Linked DNA regions of Sus scrofa: region 2 is linked to region 1. A link is a contact called in public HiChIP or PLAC-seq data. All regions are on one chromosome and are shown on one strand. Each heading gives the region's core, a stretch centred on a gene start, on an enhancer-like site or on the middle of the called end of the contact. The rest is flanking DNA. Distances are from core to core; before and after follow the strand shown. Region 1 overlaps TTC7B (tetratricopeptide repeat protein 7B). Region 2 overlaps TTC7B (tetratricopeptide repeat protein 7B).

What was found. HiChIP or PLAC-seq counts read pairs in DNA pulled down with a chosen protein or histone mark.
Region 2: a contact with region 1 is called in an H3K27ac HiChIP or PLAC-seq map of skeletal muscle. The contact joins two enhancer-like sites. A contact is called at or near these places in 1 of 47 Hi-C or Micro-C datasets (skeletal muscle) and 2 of 2 datasets of contacts at active chromatin or transcription factors (alveolar macrophages and skeletal muscle).

Annotation. Positions count from the first base shown.
Region 1 is chr7:112,272,520-112,280,466 of Sscrofa11.1, forward strand. The region is part of intron 19 of TTC7B (tetratricopeptide repeat protein 7B); the gene reads right to left. Among named protein-coding and RNA genes, the nearest start is that of CALM1, 120 kb to the left of the region's middle. Within about 2 kb of position 3,827, at least 33 of the 83 cell types and tissues checked have an H3K27ac peak or open chromatin away from gene starts, as enhancers often do. A contact at or near this core is called in skeletal muscle, where this site is marked.
Region 2 is chr7:112,409,329-112,417,275 of Sscrofa11.1, forward strand. It overlaps TTC7B (tetratricopeptide repeat protein 7B), which reads right to left. Exons shown (of 20, transcript XM_021099609.1): 6 at 2,116-2,194. Among named protein-coding and RNA genes, the nearest start is that of TTC7B, 110 kb to the right of the region's middle. Within about 2 kb of position 4,638, at least 12 of the 83 cell types and tissues checked have an H3K27ac peak or open chromatin away from gene starts, as enhancers often do. A contact at or near this core is called in skeletal muscle, where this site is marked.

The sequences.
Region 1 (7,947 bases), core at 2,577-5,076:
AGACCCAGTCTCTTTGCTGTTACAAAGCACGCCGTGATGAACATTTTCCAGATAGCATCTCTTCATGCTTTTTTTTTTCTCTTTTTTTTTTTTTTCTGGTTGCACCCACGGCATGCAGAAGTTCCCAGGCCAGGGATGGAATGGCACCCCAGCAGTGACAATGCTGAATCCTTAACCCACTGAGCCACCAGGGAACTCTCTTCATGCTTTTCGATGAATGGATCTCAAAGCTTTTTTATTGTCCTGGAAATCTTTGGCTACATGGAATCTTAGTGAGAACACTCACATATTGTGGTCACAAATAGACAAAAAGGAACTACTGGGCTAGAACAATGGGGGAGGGGCCCGGGGTCCCTTTCGGGATTCTCAGAGGCCCTGGACGGGCTCAGCAGAACCAGCCTGACAGCCATCTGGAGTGATTCTTCCTTTAGGGCAAATTTCCCCCAAGTGGCATGCTTAGGTCAGAGGATAAGATGCTTTAAGTCTCTCCAAATAGCTTGCAAATTATATCCCCAAAAGGCCGTATCACGTTTTAGCCATTTACAAAGTTTCAGTGGTCAGTCCTCCTTTCCACACCCCTCCATCATTACTCTTTATTTTTAGAAATTTTGTCATCACAAGTTGTCCCTCCTTGTTGAAACCTGCATTTCTTCAATAACAATTGAGGTTAAATATTTAGAATTAGAAGACATTCATCTGTTATAACTGTCTAGCCCATTTTTGACTTTGAGATTTTTTTTCCCCCTTCCTTCCCTCTTTCCTTCCTTCCTTTTCTCCTTTTCTTTTTAAGGGCTGAGCCTGAGGCATATGGAAGTTCCCAGGCTAGGGGCTGAATCAGAGCTGCAGCTGCTGGCCTACACCACAGCCTCGTCACCTTGGGATCTGTGTCACAGTTTGCAGCAATGCTGGATCCTTAACCCACTGAGTGAGGCCAGGGATCGAATCCGTATCCTCATGGATACTAGTCAGGTTCTTAACCTGCTGAACCACAGCGGGAACTCTCTGGAGATTTTTTTTTTTTTTTTCTGTGAACAAACGTTTTTAGCTTTTAAGTTGAATGTATTGAGTTTCGGTTATGTATGTATTTATTGGCCAGGTAGGAGGGTGGCTCCCTTCCTAAAGCTTCGGAACAAGAGAGGGAGCAGAAGCCAGTGCTCGCAATTAGGACTTTACCTTGGCTCCTGGAATTTGCTCTCCTCAGGCTGCAAGGCCTTCCCGTTCTCCAGTGAGAACTGCTGGGTCTCAGCTGCCTTCCCCGGCTGGTCAGGGGCAGGTGCGCAGGGACCCCCCTGAAAGCCCCTCCCTACCTGATTGCACACGAAGCCGCCATCTGCACGTGGTTTTCTGCTCACAGCTCTCTCCTGCTCCCTCCCCACCAGGAGGGGACAAGGGAGCTGTGTGTTGAGCACAGGGGCCGACATTCAGCAGGGACCCGGGCTTCCTGGCACCGAGGAACATTAGTACAGCCGTAAGTGCTAGCAGTGCTTGTGACTCTAAGTGACTCCAGAGCAATTGCACATGGGCGTGGCCAGGACATGTGAGCATCTGTGTGCAAGGCCCGCTTTTATGGCTGCAGAGAAAAAGCCCTATTATGTGCTTGGAAATGGACTTGCTCTGGGTCTTCCTACTCGCATTCTGCAGGCGAGGAAGCCAGGGCTCCTGATGGCTTGGTTTCTGGCCCGGGCCTCAGCTGGCTACGGCAGAGCTGGGCCAGAACCCGTGTCTCCCAACTCTTAGGGCCCCCTGGAAGTCGGTCTGTGTGTGGGGTGCAGGGTGGGGTGGTGCATAATCACGTCCATCTCCCCTCGGGGCGCTGCCCCCACTCCCGCCCTCCTTCACAGAAAACCCCACCGCTTGACACCCTGGCCTCCCAACCTCAGAGGTCAGGTGGGAAGAATGGAGGCCACTTTCCCAGGACCTGAGGGCTACTGAGCTCCCCGCTCCTCTCTTCCAGGGGAGGTTATCAGCTTGCGCTCATTCTAGAAATTCCAATTTAGCCAACAGAGATATGAAAGTAGGGAGGGGGGTCGGGGTAACAGCAGCAAATGTTAGCATTTAAAGGTTACGGGAGCCCCGTCGTGTTCTTTCAAGACAAGCCTTTCTCAGTCCATGAAATTACTGAATACAGGAGCTCCTACTGTGGCACAATGGGATCAGTGGCATCTAGAGAACCCTGGGACACAGGTTTGATCCCTGGCCCAGTACAGTGGGTTAGGGATCTGGTGTTGCAGCAGCTTCGGCTTAGGTCACAGCTACGGCTTGTAATTCCATATGCTGCAGGGCAGGCAAAAAAAGAGAAAAAAAGTCACTGAATACACACATCTTTTTTGAGTGGCTCTAGCAGGCAGGGAGACACAGACTGTGTGTTTGGCCAAGGGTGATGGGGACAAGCCACCAGGCAAGCCAGCAAGAGGCGTGGAGATGGGGAATATAACAGGTCTCACTGGCTCTGCCGCTCTGCTCCACTCTGTTCCTTCCCCAACACAGTGTGGTTTCCCCATCGGGCACCATGCGAGGCACTTGTCCTTGGCTCCTCTCACAACACCACTGCTTTAGATAGAAGGAGACAGGTTCTGAAAGGCCAAGTGCCCTGCCCAAGGTCACAGGGCGCATGAGTATGGAGCTGCAGGCCAGCCTAGCTCTGCCCGAGGCCAAAGCCCCTCCTCCCCACTGTGGCTTCTCACCTGCTCGCTGCTGCCTCTGTCGCTTTAAGACACAAGCCCGGTGCCCCTCAGGCACTAACCCAATTACATTTGAGCTAAAACAAACGGGCACCTGCCAGGCTGTCTCTCCCTTCCATTTCCCCCAACGCTGATGGCTGGCTCTGGTGCTCCTTCCTCCGGTTATGAATGGGGAGGTGGCTTCTCTCCAGGGCACAGCTTGTTGGAAGCATCCTGTATCGTCCCTCAAGGACTGGGAGGCTCCTTACCTCTCTTGGGTGGCCCATGGGCTGGCTGTGATCTTTTTTTTTTTAATGGCCGCACCTTTGGCACATGGAAGTTCCTGGGCCATGGATCGAATCCAAGCCACAGCTGTGGCGATGCTGGATTTTTTAATCCACTGCACAGAACCGGGGATTGAACCCATGCGTCTGTAGCGACCTGAGCCACTGCAGCCGGATTCTTAACCCACTGAACTACAGCGGGAACTCCCTGGTTGTGATCTTGAGGCTTGGAATGATTATTGCAGACACCAAAGGACTGGGGAGGGGATCTTATTAGCCAGAAAGTAGACCAACAAGGTGTGGAGGCTGAGGAGGCCCAGGGCCTGGGCTCAGCAAGGCCTGGAGGTCACTGTTCTCAGAAGCAATGACCTGTTTCCACCCTGCTGGAGTGGGAACAAGGACACCAGTTCTTTTGCTGGGAGTTTTGTTTAGAAAACGGCAGGCTGCTGAGTCTACCCTATCGGGGGGTGGTGGGGGGGCCCAAGCCAGGATACATGGTAGGGGCAAGCGCACCCCATAAAACGCCTGCAGGAACCAGCCACTGGGCTAACCTGAGCCATCGCCCTCAGCGCTGGGCAGCGGGGAGTCTCTGCGATTCTCTAGAGTTCTAGGGTTCTTGTGGGCTTGGAAATTTCCAGCCCATCCCTGGACTCAGATTCTGAACATAGGAACAGGCTACCATTTCCAGATGACCTTGAAGCTTCCTGAGCAATCTGTTTAGTGGAATTAATTCCTAAAGCTGGAGCAGCTCGGAGAGACATCTCAGACTTGCCAGGGGCTGCCAGCTCAGGCTTGGCAAGGGAATGAAAAATTGGCCTCTGCCCAGTGCCCCAGTGAGCCAAGAGCAGCTCAGAAATCAGCCGCACAGTGAGACCAACCAGAACCAGCTCCAGCTGGGGTCTGAGTCATTGCTTGGTGCCTGCATTGCTGGTGGGTTGGCCAGAGGTAGGCTGGGGCCTGGCCGGCAGGACCGACTACCTCCCAAGCCCCTCTACGTTGTGAGGCTGTCCCTGGCTTTGATGTGCTCTTATGAGCTAGAACTTTGATGCCCTTTTCATTCTTCAGGCCCTGCTTCCTCTCTTGTCCAGAGATCAAAGGCTTAACTCCTGTTCTCTCCACCAGCTGGTTCCAGCATTCTCCCTGTACAGACCTCGTGGTTCGTCCAGGCTGACTGGTCACCCCAGGTATTTCTGCAGCATGCAGCCTCCCAGCCCCTTCCACATCCCAACCTGAGTCAGGCCCAGCCTGGTCCCACCTGCTGGAGCTCTAGCCCATTCCCCCAAAGCCCCGAGCATCCCCATTCCACCCCCAAAGCCCAGGCCATACCACCACCCCCTAGGCAGCACTACCCAGAGGCACACAGCTCCCACCTCCAGCCCTCAAGCTGGCAGGAGATTTTGATGACTAACATATTTCATTACCATGATAACCTGTCCCCTCTCCTCTCCCCTGCCAGACCCCAGCCACGTGTGGGGACACAGATGTGGGCAAGAAGCAGTCCTGTTCTCAAAGCTCGGGGTCGACCCTAGCAAGCTGGGTGCCAGGCACTGGGCTAGGCCTTGGCCGCCAAGATTCCACTTGACTCTCACTCGCCTCTGCGCGTCAGGGTGACAGCGGATAACGCTGGCACCTGCCTACAACACCCCCACAGGGTGTAAGTGGCAGAGCCGAGGCGTGATCGCTGCAGTCCATGCCCCTAGCCCCAGGCCCTCTCTCCTTCTCTTGGAGATGCTGTGCAAACAGGCCTCGCCTCTGCCAGCCCTGCTGCTTCTGGAGCCGCCGGCAGAGAGGACCAGCTGGGCTGGGCTTCCGAGGAGATGGAACTGCTGAGGGGGTAACTCATTAGTCCCTTTCTTCAGACACAAATGAAGACAGCTTCCCAGGCTTGTAATTATTGTAATCAGGTGTTTTGTACAAATAAGATCTTGGTGATGCACCAAATTGGAAATAAGGGATTAAATTAAACCTGTTCTTTCAAACGAAACAAAATGGACTTGGCTAGTTTGAGGACAATTAGCAACTTCCTTATTCATGTTTGTGTGTGTGTGTGTGTGTAAATTGCTGCCCAAGGACTAAACACCTTGCCACATGCTGAGGGCGTCTGGGCAGAGGCCCGTACAGGCCCCAGGGCTCAGGGCAGACTTCCTGCTGCAGCTCTGGCTCTGGGAAGCACCTGTGTCTATGTTCCCAGGAGACCAATAGCAGGCCTGCAGGACCAAAGCCCCTTGGGGATTGTAGACACGCGTGGGGTGCTCGTCCCAGGTGCCAAGTCAGCCCTCTGCTGGGTTCAAGGGCATGTGTCATCAACCCCTGCTTGTCCCCCTAGAAGTTCAAGTACAGGCAGATAACATCTCAGCAAGAAAACATCCTTCCCAAAGCTGAGCTACCACTGAAAAAGAGGTCACGTGGCCCAGCCCTGGTCGGGCTGCAAGCCAGCAGTCTTTCTCCATGAGGCTGTTGCTTTTTCCCAGGCTGAGGGCTTTGGAATCAAACAGCAGGATAGAGATGAACAATTCTCCCGCGCTTCCCCGGCCCTGTTGCTGTGCAGACCCCGCCCCGCGGGCACTGCTCCCACAGGGCCATTGCTGTATCAGAGCTGGCCTGGGTTTGGCAGAGGTCTGCTGGGCCCCACCAGGGTTGGGGAGGAAGTCTGACATCAGGGGTGGGACTGGAGCACCTACAGAGCTTCCCATTCCATCCTGGCTTGGAAACTCCACCATCCCACCATGGCAGGGTGGGGGCGGGATGGGGGCCCTGGGGCAGCGTTGTCAGGAGGCTCCTCCCCAAACACAAATGAACCTGGCAGGATGAATGCTTGGATCCATCAGGGCCTACGAATCTTTAGTGCCTAAAGGATTATAACCAATGTTTGCAAAGTGCTTTCATAACTGTCCCATGTCCCAGGTACTAGTCAGGTGGCTGAGCTCCATGGCTGCTCCCCCACTAGGCTTTGCTGTGAGTGCCTGGCAGGTGGGGACTGGGTGAGCGGGGGTGCTATCTGCACCGCCAGGCCTGGTGCTGAGCCGGGGAGACAGTGATTAGGGCAGAACGAAGAAGCGACAGACATCAGATATCTAAGAAATGACTCCGTGTAGAGCCACCACTGACCAAATCCAGGTCTGCCCAGCCTGGGCCCGTGCTCGTGCCCCCACAGCATGCCTTGGAGAGGGTGAAAGATTTCCCCCACACCTGGGAGCCAGGGGCCCCGTCCTGGATGGGGGCTGATGACCAGATCTGCAGCCTTGCCCAAGGCTGGTCTGCACCTGAGCTGCTGGGACCATTCAAGGAGGCTGGGGACAAAGACAGTTAAGCCACCTCCTCCTGGTGGAATTTCTGTCATCAGGACCCTGGGATTGTGACGGCAGCTAAAGGAAAGCCCCTCTCCCCAGCTTGTCACTCTCTGGGACCATGATGGGGCTGCTGAGCTGGCTGTGGCCTGAGCTGTGGAGGTGCTGGCTGCTGGGGGTGCATCAGGGGATAAGGACACAGGCTGTGTGAGCCGTGGTCCCTGCTAGAGGGACCCACTGGGGGCAGGGGGAGGGCAGAGGGGAGGTTAAGAGCATGGGCCCTAGGCGCCCCAGAACTGGGTTTGAATCCTAGCTCCACCAGGACTTAGAAAACTCCCTTGGGGCCTCAGGTGTTTTAGCTGTCTCATGGGGACAAGGGCCAGTTTATAGGGGAGCAGAGAGGCCAAAGTGAGTCTGTAAAGTGCTCAGTGTACTAAACCTCCCGTATTATGATTATGAGATTATCATTACTACTAATGACTGAGGCGGGGAGGGCACCTGTGACGCCCATGACTGGAGGATTCACCCCTGCCGTCCCTGACGCCCTTGACAGCAACAGCGACCATCTGACTTGCCTTTGCACTGCAGCACCTGCCGTGGGTCTGGCTCATCTGAGGTTCTTGGTGAATGTTTGTTGAATGGACAGATGGATGGACGAGGGGATGGTGTAGACGCGGTGTGACGGACGGAAGGATGGAGGGGGGATGGTGTAGACATGGTGTGACGGACGGAAGGATGGAGGGGGGATGGTGTAGACGCGGTGTGACGGATGGACGAGGGGATGGTGTAGACGCGGTGTGACGGACGGAAGGATGGAGGGGGGATGGTGTAGACGCGATGTGATGTGGGGAGGGGAGAGTCAGGAGTGGTCTCTTCCAGGGTTTTTGACTCACGAGCCCTCAGGTCCCTCCCATGCCAGACCCGGCTCACTCAGCCTCCTCTGCCTTCCAGGGACATCAGCACAGCGCTGAGTGGGAGACAAGGGCAGCCCTTGTGGGAGAAGGTGGCCCTGTTTCCACCAGAGCCCAGGAGCTGCCATGGCCTATCCTCAGGCTATTTGCTCACACCCTGCAGATCTGATACTGCTCCCCAAGAAAACCCCAGAACCCGCTTGCAGACTTTCTGATCCTACACTCTTACAGATGAGGAAGCAGGGGGCCAGAGAGGAGGAGAGCCTTGCTCAAGGCCTCAGGCCCTGAAGGTGCTGGGATGAGAGGCCCTGGCATGTGCCTGGCATGTGGCGAACACCCTGAGTTTTAGCCTCGGGGCCCAGGGCTCTAACACTGCCCTCCAGCCAGCTGCTGGCTGCTTATCCTGCCAGCTATGTGCACAGGGGCTATGTGCATGGTAGAGTCAGAGCTTTCGGGAAGCCTATCAGGCCCCCAGGGGTGGCTTCCAACACCCGAAGGGAAACAGGACCCCACACGAGCTCCTGCTCTTTCCCAGAGGCTGCAGGTGGGCTGGTCTGGGAGTTGGCACCTGGCGGGTGCCATCCTGGGGGGTGGCCAGCTTTGTTACCTGGATTCCAGCAGCTCTGGGTGGGTCTGGTCTACACTGGGCTCTGTTTTGTGTTTCATTTATGTTTGTTTTGAGTGCTTAGATATCACATTGGCTTGCCCAGGAGCCCAGTGTGTGTGTCCTGGCAACTATGGCAGCTGTGGGGGGCCCACTAACCTGGCCAGGAACTGCCAAGGAGCCCTACTCTAGGCATCCAGG
Region 2 (7,947 bases), core at 3,388-5,887, 140 kb after region 1:
AGAAGAAGAAATCCTTCATACCTACCAGTTGAAACGTTTTATGGGTGTTGGGAGTAGGTCAACTTGGGAGAAGACATATTTGGCAACAATTTTAATCCCTATTTTTGCAGTGTTTTATTAAAGAACTGTGCCGATCAAAATGTTTTGTTTTTTACTTCTTAGGGTCCCATAAATCACATCAATACATCAATAAATATCAAAATCTGAGTGAAATCTTGGTGGGGTGTGTGCGGGAGGTCGCCTGTCATGTCTTACCCCCATGATTCTAGGATAGCCTATGACTTAGCCATCGGGCCCCATGAGCAGAACGTCCTCATCCTAAACTCTGGAGACACCAAAATGAAGATACAGCCCCATTCCCACGGCGGGAATCTCTTAGCCTTGCCCCACTGAACATTCCCTCAGAGCACTTAAAGGATTCGGGGTAATGGAGGACAACAGCACAGATGACAAAAGACAAAGGAAACTGTGATCTCAGGCGGGGCTGCCCCATCGACTGCGACCTGGGACGCTTAACGTCTAGCAGCACCAGGCCTTCACCCAAACCCTCAATGACTCTGGCTCTGAAGGGTAAACTACTGAGGAATAATTAATGAGCCTCCAAGACAAGAAAGTGAAAAGATTAGGAGTTCCTGTTGTGGCTCAGCAGTTAACAAATCCGACTAGTATCTGTGAAGATGTGGGTTCCATCCCTGGCCTCGCTCAGTGCATTAGGGATCTGGCGTTGCTGTGAGCTGTGGTGTAGGTCACAGGTGCGACTCGGATCCTGTGTTGCTGTGGTTGTGGTGCAGGCCAGCAGCTATAGCTCCAATTCAACTCCTAGCCTGAGAACTTCTACATGCCACGGCACAGTCCTAAAAGTGGAAAAAAAAAAAAAAGAAAGAAAGTGAAATTATTAAAAGGAAAGAGAAGAGAGAGAACTCTGAGTCAACAGGAGTGCCAGGCTGCTGATTAACCGGTTTATTTAACTAACTTTCCTATTCTGAGTTTTGTAGTCAATAGCAAACAACCAGGAACCTCTCAAGATCTGACCTACTTTGCTCTGTCTGGGTTTTGAAATGTAAGCCCTTCCTTTACCTCACTGGCATCAGGAGGGCTTACATTTTAACTGCCATACAGGATGCATTTCTCATGTTTCAGGAGACAGTATTACCAAGAAGCAATTGAACAGATGTTGACCAAATGTAAATCCAAACCACAATGAGACAGCACTTCACACCCACGAGGATGGCTGTAACTAAAAAGACAGATAATAACAAGCGTTGTTGAGGGTGTGGGAAAAGTGGAACTTTCATAACTTCTGGTGGGAATGTAAAATGACTTGGAACTGCAACTAATTTGGAAACTAGTCTGGCAGCTCCTCCAAATGTTAAACATGGAGTTACCAAATGAGCTAGCAATTCCGCGCCTAGGCGTATACCCAAGGATGAGCACATGTATATACATTAAAACTTGCATAAGAATGTTCATAGCAGCCTTATTCATAATAGCCAAAGAGTGGAGACCATCCAAAGGTCTATTGACAGACAACCGAATGAGGCAAATGTCTGGCCACACAATGGAATATCATGCTGCTGTGAAAAGGAATGAAGGACAGATACAGGGTCCAACATGGACGAACCTTGAAAACATGGTGCCAAGTGAAGGAAGCCAGTCACAAAAAGGTCGCATAATGTACAAATCCATTTTATGAAATATCCAAATAGGCAAATCTATAGAAGCAGGAAGTAAGTTTACAGTTGCCAGAGGCTTGGGAAAGGAGAAAATGGGAATTGACTACTAATGGGCATGGAGATTTGGGGAGGGGGGTGAGGAGACAGCGCTGAAATGAAATATTAGTGATGGCCGAACAATTCTGTGACAACTAAAATCCAATGACTTTAAATGGGTGACTGTATGGTATGTATGTAGGAGATGGAGAGAGAGGTAGATAGATAGATTGATTGATTGATCTACACATATTTATGCTTCATGGAGACATAATTTATAGGGTGTAACATATATACTATAGAACACAGCATGGTAAATGACATATACTTTATAATGCACATATGGGAGGGAGAGGAGACACCTGAAGAGCCTTTGGGTCTCAACCAAGTCCCTAGTCCCACTTACCATTCTCAGGTTTTGGGTTGTTCTTGTTTCGACTGCTCTGAGGATCTCTCTAAATCTCCCGACTCCTCTTGTCAAGTTCCTGTGTGCACACAGAATTTGACAGGGTTTCCATCTGGTGTGTGTTAATATTCAATATTTCATACACATATTTCAATGCATTTTGTCTACATAAAAGCTGTTGGCTGGATTTTAAGCAAACAATTGTGCAGTGCATGTCTGTGCATCTTTGTTCAACTCAGAAAAATCTGACCTAGGATTGATGGTCTTTGGTGATTCCACCATCAAATTTTTTTCAAGAAAATAAATATTGGAAAATCATACTGGAGGCAAAAAAAAAAAAAGCAAGATATCTTTCAAGAGTCCCTCTTCCATTTTACAGTTGCTCAGTAGTTTCTCTGCTCTGCTGAGGGGTAATGAATTCTATCTTTTCAGTGGCAAAAGGGTACAGAACTATCAACGAGGCACTGAGTGTAATGTGGTAAAGGCATCTTATAACCTGCAATTTTAGTGGGCAAGACAATGGTAAAAAGTATGAAGAATGAGGGGCTCCACCAAGCACCTGTTCTGCATCTTTGAAAAGAGACATCACATCCCAGTGAATCCATCAGCACCTCCTACCCCAACCAAGCCCTCAGGGGAAGCAGCAGAGGGTCCCAGCCCCTCCCTCGGGGAGTGTGCAGCCGGGGGTGGGGAGCCCTGGCCGAGTGGGGTCAGCACATCCCATCTCGTCGCCCACACACGTCACAGAGGCATGGCTGCTGACATGTTTCCTTAAGGGACAAATAAATCTTGAGTAAATCCTGGTCCATGCGCCCAGATCCTACTTGTTGTCTGCCCCCTCTGAAGGCTGTGCCCGGCCCAGCAGGTCCCTTTACATCGAGCGCTGCCACCTCCTATGACATAACCCAGTGATATTTATAACCCGCTCATTAGAACATATCTCATCTTTCCCAAAAGCCACAGAGCGGGTCAGCCGGTGCAGAGCTGGCCACCAGCCTCTGCGGGCTGTGGCAGATGCTCTAGATATTCGGCTCTCTTCTTGGATGACATTTTAAATGGCACGAAAGTATTAAATCAAACTGAATGTGGGTTCTGTATGTTACGAGCACTCACAAGGGCTATTACTTCGTATCTTATACCTACATGACATCCCAGGACTCTCATTCACAAGAACAGCCCCAGAACTTGAAGGGAACGCTTTGCTGGCAGAGCTACAGAAATACGCCCATATTCCTCTCACCCACACATAGCAGATGATATCAGATCAGAAGCTTTACGGTGGCATAAAAAGAGAAGCTTGGGCTCAGGACTCCGGGCAGCACCAAAGGGGACATGAATCAAAATTAGGTAACAGGCTCTGGGACGCGCGATCTCTGCTGCTCTCCCCTGCATTTGTTTTTACGGCATCCGTGTTCACTGGCTTTGGACTGAAGCTCAGTTCTCTTAGGGAACATGAGGCGAAGGAAACAGCTACGGCTGGAAAAGGGAGGGGAGGAAGGACTGGGCTGATGTCACTCCAGGATCGCAGCTTAAGCGCCTACTATGTACTAAAAGCATGGCATTTTCAACCGTATGCAGTAAGGGTAGGACTGGGACCATGTCGTTGGAGACCCAGTTTAAAGGGTTGTTCAAACAGGGTGGAAATTAGGCCTGGAGGGGGTAGTTTCAAATCCCAATGTTATAACTCAGGGAAGGCTACCAGATAGCAAGTGGCCATTCGGAAGGTCTCCCGTGCCTTCCTTGTGGAATGAGAAACACATCCAGTTACAGATGCACCGAATTTTCTAGCTATAATGATCCAACACAACTTAGTCCATTGCAACCCTGGAGAGAAACGGCCTGCCCAGGTTCACACGGCCAGTGAGAGGGCAAGCTGGGAGCTTCCAACCATACCCACCACCTTCCTGACAAAAGAGATGTGAACTCTCAAAGGGACATGCAACCCAAGAAGAAAACAAAATATGGACGCTCAGGTCTAGGGTTTACGTCATTAATATGCAAATGAAAGTGTATATCCAATCCAAATCTGATGCATACAGGTGGTCCCAGCTACTGAGACACTCCTAGGAACCGGTTCAAAATTGGAAAGGAAAATCAGCTGGCCCAAGTGAAGCAGCCTGGGGTCTGCAGATGAGGCCTCAGAGGCCCTAACTGAGAACTGATGGGGAGAGTCCACTCCCCTCTAAGGCCAAGGCAGTTTCTCCCGCGCAGGACTGAGGCCCTCTGGTGGCGGCTGGAGGAAGTCCCTGTGACTGAGGGGATGCCACCCAGGAGAGGCCAAACCAGGAGGGACGCAGGGCGCGCTCCCAAGGCACCGCACGCTGCCTTTGAGGCAAAGGCAAGTTTTCCTCAAACGGTTTCCAGTTTGTTTCTGGGAAGAGCTTAGGATTCAGAATCAAATTCTTCTTGAAGCTGGGAAGAATCCTGCTGGTAAACAAAGGCTCCTCAGGAACCACAAGGAAGGCTCGGAAGGCCTCGGGCTGCACTAGTCAAATAAGTGTGCCACCGTCAGGACCAAGCCGAGGTGGCCTGTCCAGCCCCAGAGCAATGTGACAACCGGAGGGAGAAGGCACTGGAGGGGAGAGACTGCACATTTTAAATATAAGAAAAGGGAAAAAGTGTCCTAAATGCAAAAGCATACAATTCTCAGCAACTCCTATACCACCCATGCTTTTTTTTTTTTTTTTCAGTCACATAATTTTATTCAAGTCGTCACTTCCACTGTTGCCATGACAGCAGAAAAAATTTTTTTTCCTTAAGCTAGATGGAGAATCACGATAGAATGGAACAAAAAAAGAAAAGAACTTGCAAGCATTACATTCTAAATGCTACGAAACACCCCGATTTGAGGGAAATAAACAAAAGCCACATGATTGCTTTCATGTCTCTCAACTATGAGTTTATTCTTGCCATGCTGAGACCCAGGCCTAAAATGATCTGTTGCTTTAAAACGCCACTCCAAACTGAAGAGGAGAGAGCCAAGGAATTTCCCCCGTTTGGAGGGTTTCCGCAGCCCCTTGACATGAGGTCATTGATTCCATTTCAGAATTCACTATGGCAAACTATTCTCAAAAGGAAGGTCCTTGCCGGCACTGGCAAGCTGTCGGAATTCGGGGTGCACCTCCTGCACCTCGCTCCAGCAAGCTTCCCGAGTTGGGTGCAGGTCCCTCCACGTGGACCGGTTCCCAACAGCTCAGCTGTTACCCAGGGGAGACAGGGCCTGCGAGTCCCCTGAGCACCAGCCGGCTGTTCAGCCTGATGGGCAGGCAAGACCTGCCACTATCTGTCCCCCCTCCAGCAGGGAGAGCGGAGGCCCGCATCCCTCAGCCTTGCTCTGCTGCAAACCTGAGCAACCTCCTGCTCCGTCCTGGGCAGGAAAGCCCACCCGCAGTCCTGCTTCTCTTGACCACTTCCATGTTGTTTTCTCTCCTCCCTTTTCAATCTGATTTCTTCATCCTCCTCCTGAGCCTCCTCCTTCAGCGCCTTGCCTGCTGGCCCTTAGGTCAGTGCAGAAGCATGACTTCCTAAGGACACCCAGGGGCACTGGCTGGCCAGCATTTGACTCTTGGGCCCTGAAAGCCGCATTTTCGAAGGCTGGTTTCTGAAACGTACATTTTTACATACAAACCTACAGCAGTGCCTGCTTATTCTGTTCTGTGCCTTTGAACCACATTCTCAGCTTTTTAGTGCTGTCACTGGTGTCTCCGCACTAGCAAACCAAGGGGGAAATGGATACGGGAAGGAAGCCAGAGATCCGAAGTTAAAATCGAGATGGAAAACCAAGGCTGGGAGAGACTCGGAGCCTGGAGAACCAATTTGCCTTGCGATGGGCAGCTGCCTCCACAGCAAACTCAATATATTTATATTTTTACATTCCTTTGGGGGGGGACAGAGTGGGAAATACAATTCTCCCCCCTTAACTTGTCCTTCCAAATTATCTTCTAACCTCAACGTCTGGCCCAGGCCATCAATGCACGTAAATCAGTATCAACGGTCACCGTCATGCAAATTCCAAGTTCTGATGTGAATAAAATACTTTTCATAGTGGATACCCGATTCCTAAGAAACAAAGAAAAGATACCCCTGCTGGCGTATATTCAGTATTTTTTCACTATCTCCCTTATCTGTGGTTGAGGACTTTATAACTAAAGATGAATTACAGAACAAGCCAACACAGTAGATCTCCTGGAGTTAAGAAATCTTTTGGCTTTTTCAACATTTCTTTTTCTTACCAACTGGCGCCTCTGTAACTTTTTTTTTTTTTTTTTTTTTTTTTTTTTTTTTTTTTGCCTTTTTATGGCCGAACCCTCGGCATATGGAGGTTCCCAGGCTAGGAGTCCGATCAGAGCTACAGCTGCCAGCCTACACCACAGCCACAGCAATGCCAGATCCGAGCCGTGTCTGTGACCTACACCACAGCTCACAGCAATGCCGGATCCCTAACCCACTGAGCGAGGTCGGGGATTGAACCCTCGTCCTCGTGGTTACTAGTCGGGTTCGTTAACCACTGAGCCATGATGGGAATCCTTGAACCTCTTAAGCAGTAGGTTATTTCAGTAATCTCTGATCAAGCACTGCTGCGCACCGAGATCCAGGCTTGTCCTTGAGGACACAGTGGCGAATAAGAGACAAGAGCAGGAAGGGTGGATGGCTTCACACCCCCCATAAGAATGGAAGCGCCTTGAGGACCAAGATCTCTGTTTTGCTCACTGACATATCCCAAGCCCCTCAAACAGAGCTGCATCCAGAAGGTGCTCAATACGTATGGCTGAATGAATGAAATTCAGAACTACCATGAGCGGAAGGAGCCAAGACCCCCCAGGGGACACTTTTGCTGCCTGTTTCTTGCCCCCTTCTTTCTGGCTGCACACGGTGGGCAGGCTTCGTGCTCTTAACTAATACATCCCACATGTCCTCAGTTGTGTTTGTAGCAGGGGTGCCACGGGGAGCAGTGACACACTTGTAGGAGGCTATGTACTCAGTGTGCCCAGCCTGACATGTTCTAGAAAGTTGTGTGAATAATGAAGATTTCAAGACTTAAAAAAAAAACAAAAACAAGGAAAACCAAAACCTTTCAGACATTTCAGGGAAGATTTGCTGCCCAGGTGCCTTTCCACCTGCCTCTTTATCTGAACAGTCCTAAGTCCTCCTTCAAGACTCAGGTCAAAGCCGCCCCTGAGAACATTCTCTGAGCTTCCCCAGGAAGACACGGCACCGCCTCCTGATGCTGCCAAGTGCACGCGTATTTTGAGTAGAGACAGCTTTCAGCGAGCAGACTTTCATTGGCATTTATGTCTGTGGGCACCTGAAGAGCACAGGCCCTCTCTACCCATCCCTTCTTGTCCCGATGACCTCACAGAGCCAGCCAGGTACCCAGAGACCCTTAGTAAGCTGTGTACCCTCGACAGATAGAAAAAGGTGAGGGCAATCTTACATTCTGAAAGCCCTTTCCCATCTCCGGGCTGAAAAGAGGTTTCTTGATGACAAAGGGGACGAGTGAAGCCGATATTTCTTGCGCCAGGAGACCCACCTGGACAATCAGTAGCTGGACACTGTCAGCACTTAGAGCCCTAGAAAAGCAGAAATGTATGTACCATGTGTCTACAGGCCAATTTCTTTTTCTTTTTCTTCCTTTTTTTTTTTTTCTTTCTGTTTTTGCCTTTTTTTAGGGCCCATGCACTGCATATTGAGGTTCCCAGGCTAGGGGTCAAATTGGAGCTGCAGCTGCCAGCCTGCACCACAGCCACAGCAATGGGGATCTGAGCCGCGTCTGCAACCTACACCATAGCTCACGGCAATGCCAGATCCTTAACCCACTGAGTGAGGCCAGGG